2 separate regions of the Triticum aestivum genome follow, and region 2 is linked to region 1. Evidence: chromatin contacts called from public Hi-C data. All regions are on one chromosome and are shown on one strand. Each heading gives the region's core, a stretch centred on a gene start, on an enhancer-like site or on the middle of the called end of the contact. The rest is flanking DNA. Distances are from core to core; before and after follow the strand shown. Region 1 has its middle 23 kb from the start of LOC123142475. Region 2 holds the start of LOC123141197.

What was found. A called contact is a pair of places that touch in the nucleus more often than the background predicts.
Region 2: a contact with region 1 is called in a Hi-C map of leaf, with 5 times the contacts expected there. The contact joins the promoter of LOC123141197 here to the enhancer-like site in region 1. A contact is called at or near these places in 3 of 5 Hi-C or Micro-C datasets (leaf and an unstated tissue).

The regions. Positions count from the first base shown.
Region 1 is chr6D:90,780,807-90,783,987 of IWGSC CS RefSeq v2.1, forward strand. No RefSeq gene overlaps it. Among protein-coding and RNA genes, the nearest start is that of LOC123142475, 23 kb to the right of the region's middle. Within about 2 kb of position 1,840, at least 1 of the 8 cell types and tissues checked has an H3K27ac peak or open chromatin away from gene starts, as enhancers often do.
Region 2 is chr6D:90,830,557-90,833,635 of IWGSC CS RefSeq v2.1, forward strand. LOC123141197 reads right to left here and starts at 1,363. Exons shown (of 1, transcript XM_044560406.1): 1 at 307-1,363. The coding sequence starts at 1,127. The coding sequence ends at 504.

The DNA of each region.
Region 1 (3,181 bases), core at 590-3,089:
GCATGATCTCTTGAACCATGAGGACTTCACTCTTTTTGTGGTCACATTATGTGCAATTTGGGGTGCACGCAGGAAGGCCATGCATGAAGATATTTTCCAGACTCCTTGGGCCATCAATGGTTTCATCCAATCTTATATGGGCGAACCAAGGACTTTACAGAAGCCGACTCATGCATGCAGGACGGCGTCTAGAAGCCGGTCGACCTACTGGATTGCACCTCCGATGGGTTTAGCAAAGCTCAATGCAGATGCTGCTGTTGGAAGAGGTGGAGCGTATGGATCTATGGGAGCGATCTGTAGAAATCAGCATGGCTTGTTTCTGGGAGCCTCAGCTGTTGTTTTCCCCAACCTGTCAGACCCAACTACATTGGAGGCTATGGCCATCAGAGAGGCGTTATCGCTAGCTGACGACCTTTATGAACGGAAGATTCATGTTGCCAGCGATTGCAAAGTTGCAGTGGAAGACATCCATCAGAAGAGCAGAGGGAGTTATGGTGCAATTGTGCATGAAATAGTGCAGCACACGTCTACCTTTCAAACTTGTAATATTAAGCATGAATTTCGTAGCTCGAACTTCGAGGCTCGCAAAGTACGCTTTATCATTAGGAGCTGGCCGCCATGTTTGGTTAGGCCAGCCCAATGGACTTGGTTTCGTCCCTGTAAACGTTGTGACGGAGTAATAAAGCTTTGCAGTTTGTCTAAAAAACCAAGATGATTTTTTTTAAAGAAGAGGAGCGCGCTAGTACCGTGCCTCGAACCGGCGACTTGGTACAATTTCGCCGCTGTCCTAGCCACTACGACTGACTACTTGTCACGTTTACTCTCCAATGCGGTTCTTAAAGAAACAAGCGAAAACGACAAAACAAAAAATCACAAAAAGTATAGTCTGTCTGAGTGATCGATCTGAGGACCGCCTCGAAGCATACAAGGTCGCTAGACATCCTAATTATTAAGATTTGATGCCAAAATTCGCAGCCCTTCTTATATGAATTATAAGCCGAAACAGATTTAAACTTTTTTTGAACGTAATTTTCTTTAAAAAAAGGTATATTGAAACATGAATATTTTCATATTTCTGAGCAAATTTTCAAAAAATCAAACGTTTTTTTATAGCATGAACAAAATTTGAAAACATTAACATTTTTGAATCTGTCAACAAATTTGTAAAATGGGAACATATTTTGAAGTTCCTGAATATTTTTTAATTTGTGAAGAAATTTACCCCAGCATTTTTTTGAATTTGGAATAAATTTTGGAAACATGAACATTTTTTGGATTTAAACAAATTTGGAAAGTGGGAACAATTTTTGAAATGCCGAATCATTTTTTAATTTGGGAACAAAAATTTAAAAATCAAACTTTTTTCGAATATGAAATTCTTTACTTTTTTGAGTTTTTAAACATTTTTTGTAAAAGGAGCGATCAATTTTTGAAAGTATAATCTTTTTTGGGAAAACAGGGAAAAAAGAGCAGGAAAAATAAAGAGGAAAAAGGAAAGGAAACGAAATAGAAAAAGAAACATGACCAAAGAAAAATGGAAAACAAAAAAGAAGCAGAAAAAAGAAACCAGTACATGAACTTTCTAGATGGTTTCTAAAACCGAAAGAAAAACGGCTGAAAAACTCGTACTCCCCCTGTAAAGAGCGTTTATAGATCACTAAAATGGAGTACAAGGTTCGCAAAACCGCGTACTGTTGCGCGAGTTGCTTACTGATAATTGGTCTGGCCCATTTTGTTCGCTGCTCGCTGGCTTAGGATTTTGCCCAAATAGGAGTCACCATGGAAAATAACCCATTGCACTGTACAAAAGCCCAGCCCGAGTAATGAGTCGGCCTTGTGTGTGGTCTGGCCCATTTAGCGACTAGGGTTTCGGGGGGCAACATATTCATCACGCGCCAAGCTCGAGGGGCATGGCCAGCGTCAGCGGCGCCATGTTCAGCATCGGCGTAACCAACCCCGACAAGGGATCGAAGGGGGAGAAGAAGACGAAGAAGGAGAAGAGGAAAGCGAAGGGATCCAAGGAGACAACGGTGGTTGACGCCGGATGCAAGCGTCGGAAGAAGCTGGTGACGCGGCGGTTGAGCCGGGAGCTGCTGGAGTACATCCGCACCAAGGAGGAGCTGGGCTACATGGCGACTGAGACGCCTCGGCCGAGCTTTATACTCGTCCCACAAGACATGTTCGACCAGGAACTCAAAGAACAGATCGCCGCTGAATTCGAGGAGAACCGTGAGTTCGACGCGCACGTCCTCTACCAGTACCGCACCGTGGGCTACGCCGAGATCCAGGAAGAGGTCACCGACGATGAGGAGGAGCAGCAGGTGGCGGGCGACAGCGACAGCGCCATGTGCGGCGTCGGCATCACCAACCCCGAGAAAGGATTGAAGAAGGGGAAGAGGAGGAGGAGGTGAAGGAGATGGTGGCGGGCGACCGACGACGGCATTGCCAAGCGTCCGAAGAAGCATGACATTGACCATCAACAGGAATTGGTACCAACTCAAGACATGTATTTGATGCTTAATGTCCTTCCATATTATACCTTGTGACACTTGTAGTTAGATAAATGACAGCGAGGTTAGCATTTTGGTCGGGCATGATTACGCTGGAGCCTTTCTTTTCTTGTCGTAACTGTAGAAGGACAAGATGTGGGCCACAACCTCAACTATACAAAGGAAACAGGAGGTGGACCCTACACACAAATATACACGTACACAATATACTCAACACCCCCCGCAGTCGAAGCGGCGCCAGTGACGCAAAGACTGGAACGAAACTCCTCGAAGGTGGAAGTTGGCATACCCTTCGTCATCACATCGGCGAACTGTTGTGCAGTCAGCACATGGAGAACCCGAATGCATCCGAGAGCCACCTGCTCGCGCATAAAATGAATGTCCAGTTCAATGTGTTTAGTCCGGCGATGATGAACGGGGTTGGCGGAGAGGTACACCGCGGAAATGTTGTCGCAGTAGACAACCGTAGCCTGGGAGACGTCGTGATGCAGCTCCTGAAGTAACTGTCGTAGCCAGGTGCACTCAGCAACAGCGTTGGCCACAGCTCGGTACTCAGCCTCCGCGCTGGAGCGCGAAACTGTGGGTTGTCGCTTGGACGACCACGAGACGAGGGAAGGGCCGAGGTAGACGCAGTAGCCAGAGGTGGACCGACGAGTATCTGGGCAGCCAGC
Region 2 (3,079 bases), core at 113-2,612, 49 kb after region 1:
AAAACATCTTATAATATTTGTGAACTCTATCTTTCTTGTGAATCATATGTATATAAACACGTCTTAATGTGTTTGCTCACTCATTTCAGTCTATAGTATATATTGAAATATCGAAACCATGTTATATTTATGAACGAAGGGACTACCATCTAGCAATTTTATCTTCTTTTTTTGAGTTGTTGATTGTTTATTAGATAGCTAACCGCTTATTCTTAGTGGTATCTAGCAATTTCATCTTAATACAGAAGACACACAGTGTGTGTTCTTGAAAAACCCTCTAGCTATTCACATCTTATAGCAACAAAATGAGGAAACATAGCACATGCAAATTTCAAATAATAGCAACCAAGATTCACCATCAAAAATCTTTTTAAGGATAAGGAAGGAATCAAATAATTGAGAAGTACTACAACTACTCGATATGGCAAGTTGGCAACCGGCCGCCAGAGATTGCTTGGAACTTTGGATGAAAACCATACAGTACACAGTAGCTAGAAAATTAACTACTCCTTGTCCTTCTTCTCCTTCTCGAGCTTGCATTTCACCCTCTCGAACACAACGGAGGCCGTCGACGGCGAGTCGAGCTTCAGCTTGAGCTTGCAGGTCCCCGCCAGCTTGTTCTTCTTCAGCTGCAGCGTGTACCGCACCTCGCCGGTGACCGCCACCTCCAGCTCGAACTCCCCCGTCTTGTTCTGGTCCTTGTACGCGGCGACGCCGGCGTTGCCCAGCGCCGCGTAGGCGCTGTCCGAGCCAGAGTCGAGGCGGTACACCCGGGTCTTCCTGGGGCCGTGCTTGTCGCCCTTGTCGGCGACCTGCACGCGCTCGAACTGCTGGCCGTCGAACTTGTACGCCGCCTCCAGCGGCTCCGTGTTCTTCATGGTCGTCGCCCAGTTGCGGTTGCGGACGACGAGCTTCAGGGAGAGGTTGTACCCGAGCGAGGTCACCGGAGAGGTCGCCAGCGCGAACCTGGTCAGCGAGGCGTCCTCGACGGTGATGGATGGCTGGACGGCGAAGCTGTAGGCGGCGACCATGACGACGATGACGATGACAGCGGCGACGGCGGCGATGCACGCTAATACCCACTTGCAATCTTCCCAGCACTCGCCCAGGCAGTCGCAGAGCCCCATCGCCGGCGGGTTTCTTGATTCAGATCTTGGAGCCGGAGGGTGTTGGAGGGAGGAGGAAGTTGGAGCTTGCTGGCATTGACTTCGTAATTTGAACTCTGAGTCTGTGTGGGGTACTTATGGACTGGGAGGAACTAAAATACAGTTGTGGTCTTTGTTCTTACCCTGCTAGCTAGTCTCAGTATTTTATCCGGAAATACAGTACTCAAGAGCGGACATGGCAATCGCTCAACAGAGAAAACAAAAGAAATTGACGAAAGGCCCAGACCGCCAGACTGCTCCCAGTTTCATTATTGAAATGAAAGTTATGGTTTAACAGGTTGGATGAGGGGCTCCAGCTGCACAAAAACCACCAAACTTCACCAGAGCAACTCAACGGCTAGTCAGCCTTTCATTACAGATAAAGACTGCAAAATTTTCTTCCGAGATGTATAGTTGGAGACGCTCACGTGTAGGCATGCATACGCTACCCTATGAACACCTCTAAGATATTAAACCGGGTGATATTAAGATCGGTGAAGTCGCAACAAACGTTATGTAGTTGACGCACGCACTATACTTGTCAGAGAATAGCGTCGAAAGACTAAAATAAATCCAGAAAAACATGAACATATCCAAACTACATAAAAGACTACTAATTAAGACATAATTAAATAAAATATCTCGTTAGGAATAGCTATAACCTTGTGTAGAGCTCTCATGTCGCTCCCGAGGCAGCCCGGGAGCAAACCCTAGCCGCGGCCGCACTCCACCGCACCCCGGTCGTCCTTCTAGCCGGATCCAGCGGCAGAAGCTCGTTGGTTGAGCTTGTGAATACGTTGTGTGTGGCTTAGAAGGTTGACCCATGCAAAAGTGTTGTCTCTTGTAATGGCTGTAGCCGGGGATGACAAAGCTCAGTGATGAGTTGCAAGTGGTCACCTCAGTGATCTTCAGTGACGCCAACCTTGCATAGTTCCCATTTTTAGCTCTTCATCAGAACTGAAGTTATGATGTCCTTGGTGCGGGTGGCTGAGTGCTTTGCATGGACCTCCATGTGAATTTGCACTCCCTCGATGATGTGGGCTGGGTTGTCAGTCGTCTGTGACGAAGTTGCAACCGCTTGCTCAAGATTAAGGGGTGGCAATGATGCAAGCTCGAGGAGAAGTGATGATGATGATGCTAATGTGCTACCTAGGCGAGGCTTTCATCATAGTGTTGTGTGTGAGGTATCTTGTATGTACCGCTCAGCTGATTGTGACCGTTTGTAACTCGGCAAATCTCTTTTTCTTAATTAATGGATGAGGCAAATATTTTACATCCGCTTGAAAATAAAAAACTCTTGCCAATAATTTCACTGCAACAAAACTAACAATAGTGATGTTTCTACCGTGGACACGATATATGTTGCATGCACCCACCGCCCATCATTGAATTGGGACTTGTGGCTTGTTTTGTGATTTAGATTTTTTATTTCTTTTTTTAGGGTCAAAGTTGCCGCTTTATTTAACTTACAAAGTTCGGAATCTCATCCGACAAAACAGAAAGAACGAAATCCGGGGGAGCCCCCGTCCAAACCTTACAAAGTTCATCACCCACACCTACTCTAGCTAACTTATGCGCGGCAACATATGCAGAACGTCTAACCCATGATACTTTAAACTCAACAAAAGATCTCAGCAAAGTTTTGATCTCCTCCACCAATGGCCCGGACGCCGAGAGCTCCTTTGAGTGATTCTTCAGCATATGCACCACTCCTTGAGAGTCTAACTCCACATGTACTCTTTGCACGTTAATATCGTTCGCCACCTCGAGAGCCCGCTTACATGCCAAGATCTCTGCTACCTCGGGATCAGTCACGACAGAGAAAAGGTGACACACACCCACTCTGAAGGCCCCCATATGGTCCCTTAGCACAGCCCCTCCGCCTGCCTTGTCCCCCGTTTATTAAGTTGCACCGTCAGAGTTAACCTTGATCC